Regions from separate parts of the Mus musculus genome. Here region 1 is linked to region 2. A link is a contact called in public HiChIP or PLAC-seq data. All regions are on one chromosome and are shown on one strand. Each heading gives the region's core, a stretch centred on a gene start, on an enhancer-like site or on the middle of the called end of the contact. The rest is flanking DNA. Distances are from core to core; before and after follow the strand shown. Region 1 overlaps Gm34335 (a long non-coding RNA gene). Region 2 overlaps Pdzrn3 (PDZ domain containing RING finger 3).

Region 1 (7,626 bases), core at 2,041-4,540, 200 kb before region 2:
GTTTTCAAAGGTTATTTTGTTTTAGCAAAGAAAAAGGCGACTAATGCAAGGAGCATTAAAACATGTGATGGACATTGATGATTTGGGCATGGGTTGCCTACCACCCATTTTTTCATTGAAATTTATTTATATACACGTCAAAAACAAATGCTTCTTTCTTCTCCTCATTCACTTCTCCACATTGATACCTCTTTCTTTTCATCCAGCAGCTTGATCATGTGGAGATACCCAAAACCCCCATGTGATTCTCATCTTAAAGCACTATATAAATCTACAACCTTCTATATAGAGAGCCCTACTTATGAAAGCTCAAAATCTCTCATCTCTTTGGCTATTTCTGATTACTCAAGATGTCAACCCAGCTTCTGAATTCTGATAAACAGCACTGATTAGTCTACCAAGATTTTTCATTCAAATGAAATTATCGGGCTCTATAAAATTATAATAGCTCTTTGGCCCGGCCCTGTGGCTTCAGGTATAGTGTTAAGAAAGATTCAAAAATGGGTTTGATTCAATAAGTCAGCAACTGTACAAAGCCTGATCAGTGTCCACAAAGATGCACAGTTCCATCATTGACACAGAATGACAGCCCTTTGTTAGGGAACACTTGTCATGAATCAGCTAAATGAATCTAGCTAAATGAGAATTTGAAAACACCCAGATGGCTATATTTATTGGTACAAAGATGGAAATTCTGAAGCGTGGTAATGTTCTCCTCTCCAAAGTAGAGTAATTTTAGAATTACTCTTAATATGCAACTTTAAATCATGCGAATTAGAACAATGAGCCACAGCATCAGAAATCCTGGTTCACTGCAGATAAATACCAGGAGGTGGCAGCATCTCCTTCGCCGTGTGATTCTGAACTTTGAGGCCATCAGCATCTGAAAGTTAACAATCTCACATAGCAGAGCAGCTGCCCAATTTGTTGGCTATTGTAATCTTTCTTTTATGATACACTCTTTCTCTTTTAAAAGAGATCCATTTAGCCAATATAGCCTTTAAATATGTGCACAATACTAATGATCTGTAAGCGGTGTGCCAACTCCCCCACGCCCTCCTATTTCCTTTCTGTTGGCTTTTATATGAGCAAGCCTTTGCATGTCTAATTGTATGGAGACAATTAGCTGACTATAAAATGCTGCCCCTCCCCCCAGTAACTTGCATGCGCAACTACTTACATAAGAATTCACTCACATATACTGAAGTCCTGCAGTAAAATAACAGGACCGAGGATTTATCTGAAACATCCCACATCCTGGTCCCTAAACACAACACCACATAACCATGTTACACTGTCAGATGATTTCATTTTGCTTTCTACCTGTTTTTTATATAAAGATGAAATGGCTGAAGTTACTACTGTCTTTCTGGTAGCATTATTATCAGACATAAATCCAGCAGTGAATGAAGTCAATATTAACTGAGTCTCAAATGAGGGGGCAGCAAATACATGCTAGGCACTGCTAATCATAGGTGGTAATGCCTCAAGGAGGGTCCAGTCTCAGGCTGTGCTCCTCAGTATAGGAATCACAAGCCTTCTAAGCTTTGGGAGTTGACAATTAGCATTAAAGTAAAATTTAAAAAAATCCATTCCTTGGGTACAATGGCCACACTTCAAGTGTTCAATCACAACCAAATGTCTCTAGTGGTAGCCGTATTAGAAACACAGATGTAGGAACTTCTACCATGACTGAGTTCTATTGAACAAGGTTGATCAGAAGGACCATCCAATTCATGGGAGTCAGTGATTAGTTTAGAATGTACTGTTAGACTGATATATGCAGGGGAGCGAGCGGGTAGGCTAGGGAGATGTCTCATTGGATAAAGTGCTTGCTTATACAAGTGTGAGGATCTGAGTTCAGATCCCCAGAACCTATGTAAAAGGCGAGCAGTACAGCAACTGTCTTTAATCCCAGACTTGGAAGCCAAAGACAGAAGATCCCTGGGACAAGGTGGCTAGCCAAACTAACCGGAATTGATAGATAAAGGCTCGTTAAGAGACCCTGTCTTGATTAATAAAGGGAGGACTGATTAAAGACAATACTCAGTGTCAAACCTAGGGCTCACCCACAGACATGCTCCTACATACATGCCAAAATGCATATATATACCCTATAAGCACATTCCACACACATGAAAACAAAACAAAACATAGGTAACATAAGAAGAGTGACAAACTCTTTGCAACAGCATTGAAGAAAATAATATACATATAGATAGATGAATATATGTGTGTGTATATATATATATATATATGTGTGTGTATGTATATATATGTATGTATATATATATATATATATATATATATATATATATATCTTCAATTAAGGAAGTTTTGAAGTTCCCCAGTATCCTGAAGCAAAGGTAAAGTCTGTGGAAAGATGCATCATCGACATGATTGAGAAAGACGAAAGGCCACAAGACGGTCAATGCCTGTGAGCTTCTCTGTATTATGGAAAGATAAAAACTGAGTGGCAAGAGAGTTTGTCAGGAAAAGAACAGGGGACTGTGAGGCAGCATCACTATGTCACTGTTTTGAGCACTGAATGTGTTAGCTCTTCTTATTCAAACAGAATGAAGGAATTAATAGTGGCCCCTTTATTCTGGGCACAGAAACAAGGAGCAGAGCGACTCACTCTTTCCACAACAGTGTCTGAGTGGAAAATGAAACCTAGTTTTCTTCGGTCTTGCTCAGAACCTCCCAGAACAAGACTGCTTTCCCTGACACATACCACACAGGACTAACAGGAGACAGCCCACTGGCCGTGTCACCAATAACATAGCTGGCCCTGTCACACCCTTATCTATCCCACTCCCTACTGAGGCGTTCCTCCCAAATGAGGGGGCAGCAAATGCTTTCTGCCAAAGTTAAAGCATATTCAAGCCGGCTTTGAACCCGCCTCCAACTTTCTGTGGTTACAGTTCATCGTCTGCTGGCAAAATGGGACTTCCTGGTTCTAAGATTAAAAAGACTTGGGAAGAAAAGGGAGAAAAGTGAACGACTTACATGACATCAATTGACTCTTGCAAAACAAAACCCTGGTGGGCAGAGCATCCCAATTATCCCAATTACATTTCTGAGAAGTGTACACACTTCCAAAGGTTTCAATAGAACAGGCTTAGAGGGAATATGTTTGGGGTCTCAAGACCTTTAAAAAGAGTTAGAGGCCAAACACAGCACATAGTGAGGACTATAAAGATTTTTTTTTTGGTAAGGATGAGAACGTCAGGCAAGAAGCGCTGTTGTAATCCCGTGTTCCAAGAATTGCTGGTCTTTCATAAGAGCGGAGGTAGGGATAGTGGGGGAGGGTGCAGGCTGAGCTCATCTTGTGGTTTTATTTAAACTGGAGTAGAGAGAATCAGCTTTGCTTTTTATTTCCATACAAATGCTCAAGGGGCCAGAATCCTCTCACATTCCTAACTCAGATCATTTTAGCAGTAATCGTTCTGAAATAAAAAATGCACCAAAGATGCAAGTTACTTCCTGGTAAAGAGTTACCAAGAGAGACCAAAGGAGCACATAGCAGGCTCCAACAACCTAGGGTTCAGAGCCTCCTTTTCCTCCCAGATGGCCAATTATTATTCATGTGACAACACCTCATACAATTTGATAGAGGAGAGCCCCAGTCAGGCCAAATGCTCACCTGCTTGGGACTCCATCTTTCTTTGTCATCTTGATTAGAAACTTGGGGGAAGGGAGTTGGCCTCTAGGGCACAGGGCAAATTTTCTTTAATAATGGCTAAAAGAAAAGGAGGGTGTAGCTGGGCATCCTGCCACGTGCTGCTGTGACTTAGCTTGGCACCTTGGTCATGTTGCCTGACAAATTTTAAGCTCCATTTCCTCATTAGTAAAACTGGGAAATCCCATAATATTTCCCAGTGTCTATGAGGATCAATTTGAGATTGCATGAGCTGTAGCCTTTGTGTACCTAGCGAAAGACTTGACATACAAAGGAAAGGTCTGGTTAATGAGGGCCGTGGTGTTTGTTACTGCAGGTCTAACACAAACTGACTAGTATATTGCAGAGCTGGGAAAAATGACTAGTCTCACAGATGAAATCATTTTCAAGTTCCTATTGTCTATCCCATCTTCATTAAGAAAAGAAAATTGGTGAAGACACCTGAGCTCAGCTCTTTATGGAATATTTAAATATACTATACACTATTAATAATTGGCTTGGTCTCTAGAACTCAGTCATCATTTGTAACTGAATATTATACCCATTGAATAAAAACTCCTCTCCCTCAGCATCCACAACCACCAATTCTGCTCTCTGTTTCTTTGTGTTTGACTATTCCAGATGTCTCACACAAATGGGTGCTAACCAACTTTTTAAATGTAGCATAGTATCCAACACTTCATTGATATTAGTCCATGTGGGAAATGTTTCTTCTCGTTAAGAACAGAATAATATTCTATTATGTCATATTACACATCTTATTTATCAATTCTCCTTTGGGTGGGCATTCAGTTGATTTCTTCATTACCATGGCTTTTGTGAAGGATACATTGATGATCAATAAGAATAATGATTTGACTTTTGATATCTTATTTTGTATTATTTGGGAAAATCCTCAGGAGAAGTGTTGTTAGATTAAATAACCATAACATTGTTCTATATGCTTTTCCATGGTAGGAGATTAATATTACACTCTACCACACATTTCTCCACATCCTTACCAATCCTTATTATCTTTTGTTTTGCCTGTTGTTTGTTTTAAAACCATCCTAACAGATTTAAAACAGTATCACCCTGGAGAGTTGTGAGTGTCTCTTCACAGAACTGGTAGCATTTTCTGTAACCTTGTTGGAGAAAGGTCTGCTCAAATCCTTTGCGTATTTTAAATTAGTTTGAGTTTCTGTCTGATTCTTTGTTTGGCTCTGTTATATTGTTTTGGTTTGGTTTTTTAGTTTGGTTTTTGAGACAGGGTTTCCCTGTGTAGCCCTGGCTGTCCTGGAACTAGCTCTGCAGACCAGGCTGGCCTTGAATTCAGAGATTCTCCTGCCCCTGCTTTACCAGTGCTGGGATTAAAGGTGTGTGTCACCACCAACCAGGCCAGGTCTGTCTTTTTCTTTCACAATTAAATCAAACAAGTTCTTGGGCTGTTTTGGATAGTATTCCTTATTTTTCAAGTTGTTTGTGACTGAGTGTGTGATGAGAAATGAACTAAGAAAAGGATGGTTATATTGGCTCATGTCTGAGAGGATGCACACCATAATGGTGGTGAGGGCATGGCAGTGGAGTGCTCTGTAACAGTGCGAGCACTGGCAACTGCTTGCTCATGTCAGCAAGGCAAGTGAAACTGTAATTTTCAATTGGCGTTCCCTTCTTCCTCTTAGGTTCAGTCTGGGCCCTCGCACCTGGACATGGTGCCATCTACCTTGAGGGTGGGCCTTTCCGTTTGGGGTAAACCTCTCTGGAAACAGCCTTATAGACACACCTAGAGGTGTGTCTCCTATATGATTCTAAATCCAGCCAAGTTACTAATGATTAATGCTCTTAGCTCCCTTGACTCACAGTATGAGATACTCTATGGGTTGGCTTCCTTTTCACTCTTAGTTGTATCCTTTGCTATGCTGATGTTTTTTAGTTTGATGTATCCCAATTGCCTATTTTTGCTTTCATTGCCTGTGCTGTTTCAGTAATATGAAGAAATCATTGCCAAGGCTTGTATGGGAAGTCTTCTCACTTTTCTTGTGGGAGTTTCATAGTTTCAAATCTTACTTATATGTGTTAATCCATATTGTGGTGTGTGTGTGTTTGTGTGTGATAAAATAGGGTCAACTAGTGTTGGCTTTTTTTGCATGTGGATATCCACTTTTACTAACACCACTTGTTAACATTATCCAGCCCTAAATTTAATTTCTAACTACCTAGGAACATTGGAAGCAAAGTAAATCTATCATTGATATTAACTTCAGTGCTGACAAAATCTGGCCTATAACTTCTTGTTAATTTAGAGTCATTAATCACAACCTCAAACTAAGTCTCAACCTGTATCACCTCGGGGGGATCATTCCAGGCCATGCTTGTGTTATTTATCAAGGAATGAAGCACTTCCTCTCAGTGGGATCAAAGTGGCTTTCCCCAAGGCCCGTGGGGCTCCCTAAACCAAGGGGGTAAAACCTAGACCAATGGCATTCATGCTGGGCCTGCCTTGCATGAAAGGCCATGCCTTTCCCTCACTCAATTTCCCAAAATGACTCAATTTCTATTTTACTGGGGGTTTTTTCTTCCCTCCTTTATCCTGCTCTTGGTTTATTTCCCTTGATCTTAGAGTTCCCCAGGCCGGCATCTATCCATGTAAGTATGTACTACCTGGTATATAAGTTGAGGGCAAATTAAAACCAGACAGAACTACTGCAAGGGGTGATCTTTAGAACATTCCTGCAAACCCAACTAGGCTCCATGCATTGCTCCCTCCCTGTGCTGGTTTTCATGGGTCCACAACACTAAGTCAAGCTGGGTGTTATGGTTTTAATGTGTGCTCCCCCAAAGTCAATATTGGAAACTTAATTCTCATTGTAAGAATCTTTGAAACCTAGCGTGAAGGGTGTGGTGTTCGGTGGGAATAATGTCATTTGATCTGAGAGTAATTCCGCATGTGGGTTTCTTATAAAAAATGATTTCTTCCTCCTTTTTCTCCTGCCTTCTCTTTGCCTTTCCATCATGGAGTTGTGCCTTAAAAAACGGTGTTTGCCAGAAACAGACCCCTTGACCTTGAACTCCCCAGGTGTCAGAACTGTGAGAAGGAAAGTTCTGTTCCTTATAAATTAATCAGTCTCAGGTACTCTGTTGTAGTAACATAAGATGGACTAAGACACTGGGGAAAAGAAAGAAGTCTGGCCAGGAGTGGGATCTGCTTCCTTTCCCATGAACTTTGACAAGTCTATACAATCACTTCCTTGGCACCTGGAAGTTGAGTTGTCAGAATGAGAAAGAATTAACATAGTGCTCTTCTTTCTTAAAAAACAATCAGAGATAATATTGTAATATAGTAAGAAATACATTTGGCCTCTGTGTGTCTTGACACACAGTCCCTAAAGCCTTTGGAATTGCCTGAAGAGTAGGAATGACTTCTGTTATTCCTAACAAACCTCTCACAGAATCTGAGTGTACACTATCAAAGTTACTTAAGATAGGCCTTTAGGTGACTTTAGGATGGGACTAGTCACCTCCACTCACTTATGGACAGAAGAACCGCAGCTCAAGCTACTAATCTCTGGAAACAACGAGATGTGATGAGTCTCTAGGTTCTTGAACCCAGGCAAGTGCCTGGAAGGTTGTGTACCCAAAGAGAATGTTGAGACCCCCTATCCTGTCATATGCAACTCTGCAAATCACTTGTCCTTGGGCTGTTCCCTCAATTATAAAATAAGAAGGATTAACCAGTGTTTTCTTGAATGTTGTAACCTTTCAGACAAATGACACAACCTGATTATGATGTCATGGAGACCTTGGGTTTATAGTCAGTGGATCAGAAGCAAAGGTGACAACATGGAATGAATAATTGGTATGGGGGGGGGTGCTATCTTGGGGAGTCCTGCTTCTAACCTAAGCATATGGTGCCACAATTATACGGATTAATATGTCACCCTGTTGACATCACACATCTGATATGA
Region 2 (7,454 bases), core at 1,697-4,196:
TTTTTCTTAAATATTTTTTATTAGGTATTTTCCTCATTTACATTTCCAATGCTATTCCAAAAGTACCCCATACCCTCCCACCCACTCCCCTACCCACCCACTCCCCCTTTTTGGCCCTGGCGTTCCCCTGTACTGTACTGGGGCATATAAAGTTTGCGTGTCCAATGGGCCTCTCTTTCCATTGATGGCCGACTAGGCCATCTTTTGATACATATGCAGCTAGAGTCAAGAGCTCCGGGGTACTGGTTAGTTCATAATGTTGTTCCACCGATAGGGTTGCAGATCCCTCTAGCTCCTTGGGTACTTTCTAACTTTATTCGGCTATAGCCAGGAATATATCCCAGAGTGGTTAATCTGGTGGGGAAGAGATTAGCTCTTCAAGAGGTTCCCAGAGAGGGGGTTAGAGTGTACTTAGAACAGGACAGCCTTTCACCCCAGAAGGTAATTAATAGCTGACATTTTGCTTTTTTTTTTTTTTTTTTTTCTGTTTACTGCCTGAGTGTCAAATATCAAGCAGGACTCAGTGTGTTTGCTAATCCTGACAACTGGCAGTTCTCTGGGATGTCAGAATAAAGGCCGTTTCCCGGTTTCCCCTTTGCATTTCAGGGCCTTCTTGCCTCCACTTGTGTCCAGAGCATTTGCATTATGCCCCTCTGGCAGCCATGCATTTGCATTTGTGGGAGGGCAAGTGCCATCGGTGCCATCCACTCATCTTGAGTAGGGTAGATGCAGTTCCCTCTATTAGCTGTGACTTTTTAAATCAATGTTACCATGTCATTTCCTAATCAGAGCTTAATGTGGTAAACCCCTGTGTGTGGAGGCGAGCCCAGTTTATACATCTGATGCATCTCCACAGAGCAGGAATTGGAAAGGCTCTTCTAAAAAGGTGGTTGGTGTTGCTAGCTTGGAGGACAGTGGCGCTGGTGTAGTAACCTGACTGTGCTGTTGGGGGAACACCAATATGCTCCAACAGTATTGAAGCAGATGAGCACAGCTGTGTTGTAATAAAACTTGATATTTAAAAAGTAGCGCTAGTCAAACTGGCCTGCAGGTTCTTTTTCCCTAGATACTACTAGGAGGTTCTTCTGATGCATAGCACCAGCTCAGTGGCTGGGCTCTGATTTAGAGGGCAGTTTTGCTTTCAGGCTCCTTCTGGCTTGCATGCATTCCACGCTGTCACTGGCTACGCCCTCTGATAAATGCAATTGCTCTCGGAGTACTTAGGATGCCCTCTTCTTTCCTGACAATTGGAGGCTCCAGAGCCCTTGCCTAGCCTGCTATTTTGGTCTGGGGATCCTGTCCTGACAGAAAGGGAAACTGAAGGACCTCAAGGAGCTCTTTGGGGCGGCTAAGGTGGATCAATATTTCTATAAGCCATCACTGGTCTCCAGTCATCTATCAGTAACTACATGCCTTGCTCAGAGTTCATCGATAAGCCCACTCCCACTGCACCCCAGCCCCACACTGTGTACACACAGTTGAGCTGGAAGCCCTCTGTTGCTGGCGACTTGTAGTTCCTTGCAGGTCTCCAGCCTGAAGTAGGAATCATCTTTTCTGAAATCTCAGTCCTCCCAGGCGTCCCATGAAAACATTAAAGTCTAGCTCATGTGGGTGGGTAGACTTCCTGAGTATGGGGACGGCACTCTGTTTTCTTGAAAGGAGGAGAGATAACTCTTCTAATGAAAGCACTTCCCAGCCTTGTGTGGGGTGATTGCCGGCCTTCCTTCTAACCTTCCTTCCTTCTTTCCTTGTTTTGCTTTTGTTTGGTTTTATTTTTAACTTTGGGGACAGGTTCTTCCGGAGCCCAGGTTGACCTTGCTGCTCTTACCTTTCTGGAGTATCCAGGTCACAGGCATGTTCCACCACACCCAGTTCTAGAAGTTTCTGGGCATACAGTACATGTTTGCCAGCCCTTTACCAACCAAGCTATCTGCCGTCCCTGCTGTGATCATTTCTGTTGGTATCTTAGTCAGGGTTTCTATTCCTGCACAAACATCATGACCAAGAAGCAAGTTGGGGAGGAAAGGGTTTATTCGGCTTACACTTCCATACTGCTGTTCATCACCAAAGGAAGTCAGGACTGGAACTCAAGCAGGTCAGGGAGCAGGAGCTGATGCAGAGGCCATGGAGGGATGTTCTTTACTGGCTTGCTTCCCCTGGCTTGCTCAACCTGCTCTCTTATAGAACCTAAGACTGCCAGCCCAGAGATGGCACCACCCACAAGGGGCCTTTCCCCCCTTGATCACTAATTGAGAAAATGCCCCACAGCTGGATCTCATGGAGGCACTTCCCCAACTGAAGCTCCTTTCTCTGTGATAACCCCAGCCTGTGTCAAGTTGACACACAAAACCAGCCAGTACAGTATCCAATGTGTTGTCATTTGTTGACAGTTCTTCTGGTCACCACTGTCCCGTTCCTGGCGGTGACTCGTATATGCTGGGAAACAAGACACATCCGACTGTGGCTGAGTTACACACACTTTGACAGCAGGAATGTATGCTGTGATTTATGGGGGTGGTTCATACAGAGAGCAGAGATAGCTTCCTTTGCTGGTCCCCATGTGAGCTTCTGAGGCCTAGAGAGGAGTGATGTGCTATCAGAAACCACTGATGGGTCTTTATGTCGCAATGAATTGAACCAAAGCTTCTCCTTTCCCTTCTGTGAACCTTCTGGGGTGGACTTGAATCAAGCATGGAGCTGGGTTCCCACATGGCTGAGTCTCCAGCTAGCCGTTTAACCATGGGAACTTTATCAGAGCTTCCTAGAGACAATAAGCTCATTAGTTTATGGCATGGGAAGGAAGAACTCTGGACAGATAGCTCTGATTTTTTTTTTAAACTATTGAGTTTGAGAAGAGAATGACTTTGAATACCCAAACACTAGCTTTTCTTTCAGGCTTGCTTATGTGATGCAGAAGGCAGATGCTAAGTGATTCCTAAGAACCTTCCTGTGACTCACTCATATAGCCTCAACTCTCATTCACTTTCTGGAAGCCATCAATCATGCTGTCCTTTGTTTCGGTGAAGTACAAATTTACCTGGGGGCATGTTTGCTAAATATAACCCCAGTCTTCTAGTCTTCACCCTGCCCTGTCCCAACTTGGGACCATCAATGGAGGAAGGGGGTGGGGGAATACACCCTCCTGTCTTCTCAGAGTGGGAGTCAGGGCAGTGGGGTGCTAAACTCCCAAGACACTTTTCTCTTTGGTCTGAGAAGCCACCAAAGGGAAGGGTTCACTCCTGGAGCAGGGTGTGCAGGCTGCAAGGGGCAGATGAAGGCTAAGGGAGATGTCGGGAGGCTTTCCCTCTGCCTGCAGGCCCCTCACACGGGTAACTGCTCCTTTGATTGAAAAGGTATGTGACCCTCCAGAGCTGACTTCAACCAAATGGCATGGGCCTTTGAAAAATGTACTTTAGCACAGCCTCTGTAGAATGTGTTGACTTAAGGATTTCGCTCTCACTTAGAAGTGAGAATGTGACTCTAGGGGCTGCCCCCTCGCTAGAGACGTTTGCTCCGAAAGTATCCTCTGCTAATATGTTCAGGGATTTATAACAAAAACAGGGTCATTCTTAAATAAAAGGACATTGACATAAAAAGCAGTAAGGGCCGATGCTATCTGTTTATGAAGATAAGAGCTTCTTACAAAGGCAAGATTTATGGTGGGAATGCAGCATAGAGGGCTGGCGGCGGGTGATGAATCACCTTTCCCACCCCTGGCAATTGAGGAGAAGGGGGTTCAAAGACCACTTAAAAACAGGAAAAATCAGAGGCCTTCCAGAGGCATGTAGTATATGGGCACCAGTATGGTACTTTTGCAGTTGGACTAAAGGTTATGTAAACTTGCTCTCAAACTTTCTCTCGTTCAGCCATACACCCCCACCCCTGTGTTGTTGTTGTTGTTGTTGTTGTCGTCGTCCTAGAATGCATCACTTTTTAACATCATTTTGAAGAGATCAGAAAGCTAGCTCTTATCATTGCTACCACAGATACCTTCTTACTGAAGATCCGTTCCTTTCCAATGGAGCCCAGGACCTGAGCAACTACCCAGTTATCTAATGTAAAGTTAGAAATAATTGTCTTTCAAGCCCATACATTGTGACCCGCGGTGGGCGGTGGGGGGTAGGGTGGCGGTAGGGGTGCCCCTGTGATGATTGTGTGGCATATTTGATGATTGTCTTGACAGATTTCTATCCTAACATTCACCAACTCCCGTCCTGACCGTGAGCTCTGTGAGCTGGCCGGTTTTGTTAGTTCATTTGGTCTTTTTTATCTTATTCATTTGCCCCCACATTTAGTCATTTCTGCATTTAAGAGATACTAGAAGCCTTCTGGGCACCAGCCATTGTCTAAGATGCCAGCATGCAGAGAGGAGAACAGAGCTCTGACGTCATTCATACCATTTACATTAGGTAGGGGAGATCAGGCATTGAGCCAAGCCACACGTGTGTCCTCAGAGCAAGTCATTAGAAAGAGAGCGGGGGGGGGGGGGGTTGGGGGGAGGGAAGGAAGACTACAGTGGCAACATCTTCTCAGCCACTGTCAAGAGTCTGTCAAGAATCTTTGACCTCTGCCCTTCTCTGCCTCTTACCTTTAACCCTGCATACAGCTCCAGGGTGGGGTAGGTTAGGATGGGTCAGGGTAGACAAGACTGCCATCCCCATTTACAGATGTGGAAAGCAAGGCAGGGTCTTTAAGAGATAGCCAAGCTGACACCACAGGTGAATTTCTAGTTATCCAAAGCCCCTTCCTTGAACCCCTGGGAGTGTTTGTCTCTTTTGTACTGTTAATTCATTCAGCCAGGCTCCTGCCCTAGGCCAGGTAAAGTCTTGTGTCTGTGGGCTTTAGAGCTCCAAGGTACTCTGCTAATTCAGCACTAGGGAGGGAGAGAAACCTGAGTTCAGGTTCTGCCTGAAGACTCCAGACTGATAAGGATGGTACCCAGGGTTACCTGGCCACAGGGCTCAGCAGTCCAGCATCCCTAAAGTATCTTGGTGGGCATTGCTCTCTGTCCCAGTTGTGGGAATGGAGAATTTTCTTCTTGGCTAGTGATTTGTATATAATAGCTGAGCAAACATCACGCATCAGGAGCCTGTGCTATAAAAAGAGTACGGCACAAACAGGGTTTGGTGGTCAGCCAGAAAATTCCAAACTGTCTTGCTGCCTCCTGCTAGGGTGGGTATCAGATGAGTCTCCCTGGTGTCCTCAGCTTGCCGCTGGTTGGCCTCCCTTGAGGATCCAGTCACAAGGTCATGGTGGAGAGTGATTCTGCTTAACTTGGCATTAGCAGTATACATTCTCACAGTTCTGAGTGTGCCGTTCTGCGTAGGTATGGAAGTACAGCTCACTGGAGCTCCATGGATCTCAAAGACTGTGCGAATCTTCACCCAAAACTGGCTGCAATGTTTCTCATTCTGAGATACAGCATGAAACACAAGACAGCAGCGAGTATCTATTTTTGGAGCAACTAAGTCTTCTTAACAGGAAAACTAATGATTAAGTCACTTGCTGTTCATAGAACTTTGAACCTTGAATTGAAAGAGAAAGGGGCTTCTCCTGTCTGCCATCATCATGACCAGATCCATGGAGGTGGACACGTTACCAATCTGATCTGCATCTTGCCCCAGATAGTGACACTATGATGGCTAACATCTTTGGTTCCAGGGCCAGTCTTTCTTTCCTGTGATTCATTCCAGGCCGCCTCATCTCAAAGACTCTGGACTGTGAATGCCAGCTGGCAGGTGCCCCATCTCATTCCATGTAGAAAATTAAGACTTCAGCCCTCACTTTTCTCCGGTTGGCATAGGTCACTTTTTATTTTTATGGACTTATTTGGGTTTTCATTTGTTGAGTCCCATTTAATTGTATTCTGTGTGTCCCCTGAAGACATTTATTGTTTCTTTTTCTTGCTGGTGACACTCCAGGGTGATAAGTTAAGAGGATTTACTTTAGCTCACAGTCAAGCAAGCTGAAGGTTGAGGGAGCTTATGTCTTGATGTCCTTTTTCTTAGTAGAGTCCCGAAGGTGACACAGGGCATCACAGGAGACAGGTTATGCATCTGTATACATGCTTGCAAATTTTATGTGCTCTCTCTCTCTCTCTCTCTCTCTCTCTCTCTCTCTCTCTCTCTCTCTCTCTCTCCTGTGTCATTCATTCAAAGACAGAGGTAGGTTCCATGCTGATGGTGCTATTGGGTCCTAATCAACTCTCCAAGATGATTGTTTAGTTGTTAAATCACCCTTTAGACACCATAGTTGAATATGGTTCACCTCGGTACTCAACTATGAGTACCAAGAGAAGGGCATGTCTAGTTTACCATGGGATTCCTTGGGTGATGTTCTGGTTACAGCCAGATGAGAGCAGAGCATGAATGTGTTCCCTGAAGCCAAGAGTGCTTCCTCTGCCTTCTCTCTGCCTGGACCTCAGCTCCTGTCTTACCACAAACGGAGACATGGATCACACCATGGGCTCAGCTTAATCCTTATGGAAACAAGAGAGCAGCTGAAGTCCTCAAGGTCAAGCTATCCACTGAATACCTGTGTTCAAAGGCAGGCAGCACAGCCAGGGAAGGCTTTGAGCTGTGAGAGTTGTACCCAAACACATTGTCATACCCAAGCCAGGTTTATGCCTCACCATGTGCAGACGTCTGCGAATAATGTTTAGCAGATGCCTTAGACTAGCTCTGGGGACTTTTCTGTCTCTGGTGGACTTTGAATTAGAAGCAGTTCCAATGCCTGTCCTCCTCAAGTGGAATCGATAAAATCTGTTAATCATCAGTTTTGCTGTAAACCTTGAGAAACTTTTAAACTTTGGGAAGGCAGGCCTTGGATTTGAACTTTCTAATAATTAGACATGGCATTTATATACAGATCCTTTTTTTAGTTGCTAATTTTTAAATCTTTATTGTATCCATATAGACTTTGAGAGTCCTGTCTGTAAATCCCATTCCATCAGACTGCAGTCTGACACCTGTGAGGAAGTATCCAGGTGAGCTGTGAAAAGCTGCTTTCTAGGTGACAGATGTCCACATTCTTCAAAGCCCCACATTCTTAATCTTGTTCCTTGGTTAACCAGAAAAATCCAGTTCTAGGTGACCTTTGTACAAGCCATGTCTAATAAGCAACTGGAGTTTTTTTTTCTTTTATTTTCCCACTGGTCCAATTATATTAGTTATTTTCAGCTACAAGTGAAAGATTTAGATCCAGACAGCTTATTCATGCTATCTTGGGCACAAGGACTAACTCACTCCCAGGACAGGGAATTGAATGCGTCAATGCTTTCACCAAGGATCTGTGGTCTTTGTCGTCATGGTTAGCCTGTGAGAATGTCTCGCAGCCACAATATGGTTCAAGCATTCCACCTAGACACAGAAAAGGGATCTTTTCTGTTATCTCCAACAAGGCAACATTTCCTAAACTGTATAAATATAAAGGAAACATTTGCTTTTAAAAGAAGC

The links. HiChIP or PLAC-seq counts read pairs in DNA pulled down with a chosen protein or histone mark.
Region 1: a contact with region 2 is called in an H3K27ac HiChIP or PLAC-seq map of embryonic stem cells, with 5 read pairs. The contact joins two enhancer-like sites. A contact is called at or near these places in 5 of 39 promoter capture datasets (the 3T3-L1 cell line, cranial neural crest, embryonic stem cells and 1 more), 2 of 484 Hi-C or Micro-C datasets (cortical neurons and myocytes) and 2 of 115 datasets of contacts at active chromatin or transcription factors (cardiomyocytes and embryonic stem cells).

The regions. Positions count from the first base shown.
Region 1 is chr6:101,527,790-101,535,415 of GRCm38.p6, reverse strand. All of the region lies in intron 1 of Gm34335 (a long non-coding RNA gene), which reads right to left. Among named protein-coding and RNA genes, the nearest start is that of Gm34335, 12 kb to the right of the region's middle. Within about 2 kb of position 3,290, at least 82 of the 459 cell types and tissues checked have an H3K27ac peak or open chromatin away from gene starts, as enhancers often do.
Region 2 is chr6:101,325,648-101,333,101 of GRCm38.p6, reverse strand. All of the region lies in intron 3 of Pdzrn3 (PDZ domain containing RING finger 3), which reads left to right. Among named protein-coding and RNA genes, the nearest start is that of Pdzrn3, 49 kb to the left of the region's middle. Within about 2 kb of position 2,946, at least 61 of the 459 cell types and tissues checked have an H3K27ac peak or open chromatin away from gene starts, as enhancers often do.